Linked DNA regions of Mus musculus: region 1 is linked to region 2. A link is a contact called in public ChIA-PET data. All regions are on one chromosome and are shown on one strand. Each heading gives the region's core, a stretch centred on a gene start, on an enhancer-like site or on the middle of the called end of the contact. The rest is flanking DNA. Distances are from core to core; before and after follow the strand shown.

Region 1 (4,412 bases), core at 938-3,437, 540 kb after region 2:
TTGCAACTAAGACCTAAGACCGGAAACTGTGGCAAATGCTCTCCGGTTGAACAAGCCTCTTCTCTCCAGGCCTTAGTCAGGTCTGTCAGATCCTCCCAGACCTCCATGATCTCCAGCTGGAGGCATACGGTGAGTGAGCTCATTTCTGTCCTGGTGCTCTGGGATCTGATGACCTTCTGCTTCCGGTAAATGTCCCAGGAAGTGGGGTCTGACAGTCAGGATGCCACTGGATTCAGGCATCCTTATCAGACTCACGATGCTTCCTCTGGCCAAGTGGCCCCTGTTTCTCAGGTGATGAGACCTGGAGAAGCGTGCAGAGCTGAAATTCCCTGAGAGAAAGAGAGACAGAGACACACACACAGAGAGAGAGACACACACAGAGAGAGAGACAGAGAGAGACAGAGAGAGAGACTAGGTAGTGGGGAACTGAGCTCAGCCACATAGGGAGTTCTTTGAAGTGGGGCTGGAACCTAAGTACCCCAAGCAGGGGGACAGAAGTTCTAACCCCTTCACAGGCATCACATCCAAAGAGACTATCTGCCCCAGAAGTCAGGTATCAAGATGTGTAACTTCACTATTAAAGTATAATTGTTTAAAAAAAAAAAAAAAACAAAACTTCAATTAATCCTAGCACCTGAGAGGCAGAGACAGGTAGATCTCTTGAGTTCAAGGCCAGCCTAGTTTACATAGAGGTTCCAGGACAGCCAAGGCTACCCAGAGAAACCCTGTAACAAAAACAAACAAGCAAACAAACAAACTTTAAATTACCAAGTTCCTAGATAAGGAAAAGGCTAGGTGTGGGATGGAAAGATGAATGAGAATCCAAGCCAGCAAGAGGGCTGGAGAGTGGTGGGTATGGAGCTGACAGTCACTCTGGGAGGGGCGTTCAGGAGGACCAGAAGGTCTGGAGTGAGGCTTGGAGCCCACAGTGGAGATGGGGTCTGCAGTCAGGTCCTCCTGACCAGTACAAGTGACCATATGGCACGGTTCTTCCTAAGAGGTCCCAGGGTGGCTTTGGTCATACACCATTGCCGGGCTCTGTCCACATCTGTAAAATGAGAACAGGTGTGGGTCTGCCACACTGTGAGCCCCGGGTCCAGACGTATGAGTTTCAGAGTCGCTCCTACACAAAGGAGCCCTAGGCGGGACAAAGCAGGCAGAAAGGGACGCCCCGGGGCGGGTGAGTTTCCTCTCTACGCCATTGGAGAAGCTGAGCACGGAGGCGGCGTGCTTCTGGCCAGGAGGTGACCCTGCAGCGCCACCGTGCGGCCGAAGCAGGCTCCTATAACCCGTCGAGGGCTTCGGGGATGCCCACAGCTGTGGTTATATCAACTAAGAAACAAGAACTGGCATTTATTGGAACGTTTGCTGTAAGCTAAGCGCTGTGCCTGCTGCACTTTGAAGCGAGTATTCTCATCTCACAGAAGAGGAATCTGAGGCCTGAGTGAACTGGTCTAAGAAACTCGGAGTGGAGAGGCCGAATCAGGCATTTCCCCAGCATTTTACTAGATACTTGGAAACCTGGTATGGGAAGTTTCCAAACCTGGTATGGGAGGTTGGAAACCTGGTACTGGCGTTTCCAAGTCCTCCCATCTTCCTAGGGCTGGCTGGCCCCTCCATTTCTGCTCCAGTGAGTGTCACCCACTTCTCCATGAAAACTGTATTCTGACTACAGAGATCAGAAGCCAGAGGGTTTGTCTTCTCAGACGTCCAGGAACCTTGGTAGAAAAAAGGGCCTTCAGGGCCTAAGAATTGAACCATGAAAACTGTCTGGTCCCCACTTCCTGAAGGGGTGAAAGGGTTGTAACGCCCCACACTGTGGGAGTTCCAGGTTTGCTCTGCCTCTAACTGCCTCTGTGACAGGGGGAGTCCTTCCTCAGCAGGACTTCAGCCTTCTGGTTAAAAGGGAGGCTTCTAGATCATGGTAACCTCTCCTCCCACCCTAAATTTTCCCTCTCCACAGCTGCTCTCTGCCCCACCCAAACCAGTTCGAACATTCCCGGCGAAGCCGAGGACTGTGACTTGAAAGGCCCAGGGGGACACCGTGGCCCCATTCCAGAGCTTCCTCTGAAGCTCTGGGGAGAGAAAGGCCTGGGGGCGGGGAGGGGGCTACATTATGATGACCTCATCCATTCTATGACGTCACCCTCTCTCCCACGCCCACTCCTCTCTGGTCAGCTGCTCTGCAAACAACCATCAGTACAAACCCCAAAGGCCTGGAAAAGTCTGCCCTCCGGTACCTGCTACGAATCTTCTGTCTCGGCCAACAAGAAGCACCATGAAACTGGAATTCACAGAGAAAAACTACAACAGCTTTGTGCTGCAAAACCTGAACAAACAGAGGAAGCGTAAAGAGTACTGGGACATGGCCCTGACTGTGGACCATCATGTCTTCTTCGCACATCGCAACGTGCTGGCTGCCGTCTCTCCACTAGTGAAAAGCCTCATCTCCAGCAACGACATGAAGACCACCGATGAACTCTACATCACCATCGACCCCAACTACCTGAGCCCAGCCACGGTGGACCAGCTCCTGGATTACTTCTACAGCGGCAAAGTGGTGATCTCAGAGCAGAACGTGGAGGAGCTGCTCCGGGGCGCACAGTATTTCAATACCCCACGCCTTCGGATTCACTGCAATGACTTCCTTATTAAGTCTATTCGCCGCGTCAACTGCTTGCGCTACCTCTTCTTGGCTGAGCTGTTCGAGCTCAAAGAAGTATCAGACTTGGCCTACTCTGGCATTCGTGACAACTTCCACTTCTGGGCCAGTCCCGAGGGCTCTATGCACTTCATGCGCTGCCCACCCGTCATCTTCGGTCGCCTGCTCCGGGATGAAAACCTCCACGTGCTCAACGAGGACCAGGCGCTCAGCGCACTCATCAGTTGGGTGTACTTCCGGAAGGAGGAGCGGGAAAAATACTTCAAGAAGTTCTTCAATTACATCAATCTCAATGCGGTCTCCAACAAGACGCTGATGTTTGCCAGCAACAAGCTGGTTGGCTTGGAGAACAACTCTGCCCACGCGACCTTGATCGAAAGTGTCCTGATGGACCGCAAGCAGGAGCGCCCGTGCAGCCTGCTGAGCTACCAGCGGAAAGGGGCCCTGCTTGACTCGGTGGTCATCCTGGGTGGCCAGAAGGCCCACGGTAAGTTCAACGATGGGGTGTTTGCCTATATCATCCAGGAGAACCTGTGGCTGAAGCTCTCAGAGATGCCATACCGGGCAGCCGCGCTCAGTGCCACTGCTGCTGGCCGTTACATCTACATATCCGGTGGCACCACTGAGCAGATTTCAGGACTGAAGACAGCGTGGCGGTATGACATGGACGACAACTCCTGGACCAAGCTACCTGACCTGCCCATTGGGCTTGTCTTCCACACCATGGTGACCTGCGGGGGAACAGTTTACTCAGTGGGTGGGAGCATTGCCCCACGCCGGTACGTCTCTAACATTTATCGCTATGATGAACGCAAGGAAGCCTGGTGCTTGGCGGGGAAGATGAGCATCCCTATGGACGGGACAGCAGTCATCACTAAGGGTGACCGGAACCTGTACATTGTCACTGGGCGATGCCTGGTGAAGGGCTACATCTCCCGGGTCGGTGTAGTGGACTGCTTTGACACCTGCACGGGGGAAGTGGTCCAGTGTATCACCTTCCCCATCGAATTCAACCACCGGCCCCTGCTCTCGTTCCATCAGGACAACATCCTTCGTGTACACAGCCACCGGCAGAGCGTGGAAATCAACTTACAGAAGATCAAGGCCAACAAGTCGACAACCTCAGTACCTCTGTTGCCCAACAGTTGTCCCTTGGATGTATCCCATGCTATCTGCTCCATTGGAGACAGCAAGGTATTTGTATGTGGGGGTGTCACCACAGCCAGCGATGTCCAGACCAAGGACTACACCATCAATCCTAATGCTTACTTGCTGGACCAAAAGATAGGTGAATGGCAGACCCTTGCCTGCCCACCTGAGGCACTGGACTGTCCTGCCTGCTGTCTAGCCAAGCTGCCTTGCAAGATTCTTCAAAGAATTTAAACAACTTTTTAAGTGGGAGAATAAGTAAATGCATTATTATTCACAATTTAATGACAGAAAGCAAGGGAGGAATGTGACTTTGGATTCCTTTTAGTGGGGGGTCAATGCTTGGGGCTACACATGTTCCTGATGGATAGGATTCAGGGTTAATATCTCAATGGAGGTAACTAGCAGAGATGGGGTCTCTGGTTGGTGGTCTACAGTGGGTAGATTAATTAATTAACTAGTTAATTAATTTTGTTATTCCAGCTCTGGAGGTCTCTAAACTGAGTCAGGAAAAACAATCCTTGGTGGTTGTGGGATTGAAGTTCCTCCCAGACTCTGGGCTAGGGGATGTTTGAGTGGTGCCCCCCCCCACCCCCAATCC
Region 2 (4,572 bases), core at 1,368-3,867:
TTATGCTCCAATACATCATCATCATAATATAGAGCCTAGAGAGATGGCTCGACTGTTACAAACACTGGCTGCTCTTCTAGAAGACCAGGTTCAATTCCCAGTACCCACATGGAGACTTACAGCCATCTGTGACTCCAGTTCCAGGGTATCCAGCATCCTCTTCTGGCCTCTGTGGGTAGCAGGCATGTACACTGTGCACTGATATACATGCAGGCAAAACATACATGCACGTAAAATTAACAAAAATTGGTAATAATAATGGGAAAGATGGAGACTAGGTTAGCAATTTTAAAAGATTAAAAGCTGCTCCAGAAGCAAACCAAGGATCTCACTTAGATTCTGATTAAAGTAGACAGTTTTGAAAACCCAACATAAAGAAAAATGTGAACTTGATATTAAGAAATTATTGCTTGGTTTGGCTTGATTTAAAAAAAAAGTTCTTGCTCTGTAGCCCAGCCTGGCCTCAAACTCATGATCCTCCTGCCTCAGCCTCCTGAGCACTGAGATCACAGGTCTTCATCTGACTTTTATTAGTTTTTACATTTGTATTGTTTATTATTGTGTGTGTGTGTGTGTGTGTGTGTGTGTGTGTGTGAGCGGACACACACATCAGGACACGTATGTGGAGGTCAGAGGTAAGTCTGTGGAGTTGAGATGTGAGCGGACACACACGTCAGGACACGTATGTGGAGGTCAGAGGTAAGTCTGTGGAGTTGAGATGTGAGCGGACACACACGTCAGGACACGTATGTGGAGGTCAGAGGTAAGTCTGTGGAGTTGAGATGTGAGCAGACACACACGTCAGGACATGTATGTGGAGGTCAGAGGTAAGTCTGTGGAGTTGCTGCTCTCCTTCCCCCTTTGCCTGCATCTCAGGCTTCAAGCTCAAGTCGTCAAGTCTTTTATGAGTTTTTAAAGGCACAACAATGTTGTGGTAGATATTATGTGGGGGTTTCTACTCCACCTTAGATCATTTGCCTCCCAACTAAAAGACACAAACCTTTATAATAAACCTTAACAGCACTAGAGTTGGGCAGATGTCAACCCTCTGGGCTATTTTTGTCTGCTTTCTTGTCAATAACCCCAAGACATCACTTGCCACACACATTCCACCTAGGCCACTCCCACTCCAACAGGCCAGCCCTGGTGGCCAGGTGCTCACAATCCACACCACCCCATGGCGACTTCTCCACCCTCCCTTCCTTCTCTCCTCTCTTCTGTGCCTGAACACAAGCCCGGGAACCTTCAGCCCCACCTACCTCTTCTGCCCAGCTATAGGCTGTAGGCATCTTTACTAACCAATCATGAATATACAACAAGAGCTGGTATAGTTGAGGACCTGCTTGTCTTGGAGCAGCCAGGTCATGGGATACAGTTTTTAGCATTTGAATACAGAGCCACAACAGACCAACCCACTACACAACAATGACACCACGATTTAATGAAGATTCCTTTTTCTAATCAGTGGTAAAATAATGCCATAGCTATGCAGCAAATAACTGGGTGCAGGGACAGACATGTGGACAAAACACGTGGCCATGAGTTACTCCCAGGATAGTCACAGGCCCAGAGGGTATCTGAAAGCAGGTATATTTACTAGAGAAAGAAGGGAGTGTGCACATGCGTGCTCCCTGAGTGACAGTATATCGTCCCTGTGACCATCATTATTGCTGGCTGATGATAATCTACCTCCTACACTCAACAGCTTTTCCACCTGAACTTTTAAAAACTGGTGATACCAGTTTTAAACCTTGATAGAAACCTAACGATGAACCTGGCTGCTGCACTCCCCCAACACACACACACACACACACACACACACACACACACACACACACACACAGAGCTTCTCAGGCACATCAACATTCCCTCCTTTTTACTAGTGTATCCTAGCTCAGTCTTGCATCCCCAGCAGAGGGAACCACCACACGGCCTTCTTCCTAAACACTCCCTCTCACCATAACCACCACAGCGCCCTTCCTAAACACACACACACAATTCAGCATGAAACTACTGTCACAGACATTGATCCTCAAAATGACTAATGGGACAGAATCCAGTGTCAGTTAAGCTTACTACAGTGAGGGTATCCTACAGGTACAAATTCCGAGTGTCTTCAGACCTTGCACAAACTATGGAAAATAAAATCCTGCCAGGAGGGGTAGCATATGTTTGTAATCCCAGCACAAAGTGGTATGGTGTGGTATGAATCCAAAGCCAGCATGGGCTACAGGGCAAGACCGTTTCAATCTCTACACAAAAGATTACAAATAGGTTCTCAGAATTAACTCTAATTTAATGCGATGAGTATGTTTTGCTGTTACCAGTGGGGGAAAAGAACACGCATTGGCCTACTCTCCTTTTCTAGAACAACTGTGCATGACTGTTCTCTCTCCAAACCTGAACGATTCCCTTATACGGTGCACTCTCAAGACGGCCTTGCACATTCAGCCTGCCCTCACTCCATTCCGCCGCGAGGTGGCAGGACGCTCACGGATGCCAGGAGACCTCTGCCGGGATCCAGTGACGTCACGCAACCCTAGCGACGATTGGCTACCTTCCCGATGACCTTGAGGGGAGGAGTCCGTGGCAGAGCCGGAAACATCGGCAACAGCGAAAGCCACGTCCCGAGACCGGGCGTGCGCACTCCGAGGATCCCAACCGCTGTAGAGGCCTCTGCACCTCCTCCTCTGGACTGAGGGGGCACACTGGCGTCTACCGACGTGGGGCGCAACCTGCCGAAAGGGGTCACACCGCTGGGCGCTAGCGAGGGGAGGAGTCACCTTGAGAGGAGGGGTCACAATGACTAGCCGAGTCACTCTGCCAGGTCTCTTTTAGTGAGAGGAACACAAAGAGGAGGGGGTGCAGCACTGAGGGGCTCGGGGAACACACGGATGTAGCAGTGTCATCCGTAGGAAAGGTCCCCCGAAGGAGAGCGGGCTCCGAGGGGCAGCGGCCTTTGAGGGGGCGGGATCCTGCCGAGGGCGGGGCCTCCTTGCAGGTGCAGGCGTCTCCGAAGAGAGGGTTATTAGGACAAAGAAGTAAGAGGGTGGTCACCGGATCGAGCGTCGGAATCTCAACTTTACTTAGGGGGATGGAGATGGAGTGAGAAGGAGTCGAGCAGGTCAGGGATGCGAAGGCCAGAGGCTCCCTACAGCCCTGGATACTGCGATCGGAGAAGACAGGTGTTAGCGAGCCCCGAGATTTAGAGTGTCGGGGTCAGAAACCCCCCTGAAATGGACAGTCGGAGTCGGACGCAGACCGGGCAGGCAGCGTGGTCGATCCGTGGAGCCCAGGGCGCAGGAGAATTAGCGCCAGCAGTCAACCCTCAAGTCGTCCTGTGATTCACGCCCCGGCCTACGCGCGGGGGACGCACCTGAGGGGGCGTGGCCGGGCCGCAGCCCGGGCTCCAAGGAGTTAACCGCAGACCGGGCCGGGCCCCGCCCCGGGCAGGCCGCACAGCCTGAGCCCGGCGGCGAAGCGGAGCAGCAGCCGCCCGCGGGGAGCCCGCCGCCGGCGCCCGGGAGCGCCGCCGCCGCCCGGCCCAGGCCCAGGCCCAGGCCCCGCGCAGAGCGGAGAGCCGCGGCGTTCCACCGGGCCCAACTCGCCGGCGCGGCGGGGGCGGGCCCAGGACCTTCGGCAGGTCCTCCAGGAGTCCACCGGGCGGGAGTCCCGGCCCCCGGGATCGGGTTGGGCCGGCGCCCATGGCGAGCGCGGCCTGCCCGGGTCCCGGGGATCCGGCCATGTGAAGCAGGCCGGGGCTGGGGGCCCGGCCATGGCCGGGGAACGGCCGCCGCTGCGGGGCCCCGGGCCCGGAGAGGCTCCGGGGGAGGGGCCGGGGGGCGCAGGCGGAGGCCCGGGCCGGGGCCGGCCCTCCTCCTACCGGGCCCTCCGCAGCGCCGTGTCCAGCCTTGCGCGTGTGGACGATTTCGACTGCGCAGAGAAGATCGGGGCCGGTTTCTTCTCTGAGGTCTACAAGGTAGGACCCGCAGAGAGGACAGAGGGGCGGGACCGAGCCTTGGACGGGAGGCTAGAACTTAGAGGCCCCGCAGCCTGGGTTAGAGATCCTTGAGCTAGCAGCCACCCAACCTGTCGGGCACACACGGAGCCTTGCCTCCCCCAGGTTCGGCACCGACAGTCGGGACAAGTCATGGTGCTGAAGATGAACAAGCTCCCCAGTAACCGGAGCAACACGCTAAGGGAGGTGCAGCTGATGAACCGGCTCCGGCACCCTAACATCCTCAGGTGAACGGCCTAGCCTCTTGCTGGACAGCTTGCTGGGCAGGAGGAAAAGTCCCTTGGGAAAGGAGGGAGATGCAGTGGAGCCCGGGCTCTTACAGCGTATCCTTTATCCTCCCCATCACCTTTCAGGTTCATGGGGGTCTGTGTGCACCAAGGGCAGCTGCACGCGCTTACAGAGGTAAGCATTAAGCATAGGCCAGGAAAGAGGGAAGGCACCACACCCCCAAGTGAGAGTGTCAGTGATCTTGGTGGGTCTGCTGGGAAATTAAAAAGAAGCCACCTGCCTGCCCAGGACCTCAGGACCTCCTCCAACTAAAGGCTTCCTGAACT

The links. ChIA-PET counts read pairs in DNA pulled down with a chosen protein or histone mark.
Region 1: a contact with region 2 is called in an RNA polymerase II ChIA-PET map of memory CD8 T cells, with 48 read pairs. The contact joins the promoter of Ccin here to the promoter of Tesk1 in region 2. A contact is called at or near these places in 1 of 484 Hi-C or Micro-C datasets (natural killer cells), 4 of 115 datasets of contacts at active chromatin or transcription factors (astrocytes, embryonic limb bud, large pre-B cells and 1 more) and 2 of 9 other capture datasets (adipose tissue and liver).

Annotation. Positions count from the first base shown.
Region 1 is chr4:43,981,317-43,985,728 of GRCm38.p6, forward strand. Ccin (calicin) reads left to right here and starts at 2,188. Exons shown (of 1, transcript NM_001002787.2): 1 at 2,188-4,217. The coding sequence starts at 2,279. The coding sequence ends at 4,045.
Region 2 is chr4:43,439,660-43,444,231 of GRCm38.p6, forward strand. It overlaps Tesk1 (testis specific protein kinase 1), which reads left to right and starts at 2,618. Exons shown (of 10, transcript NM_011571.3): 1 at 2,618-3,979; 2 at 4,124-4,245; 3 at 4,372-4,420. The coding sequence starts at 3,776.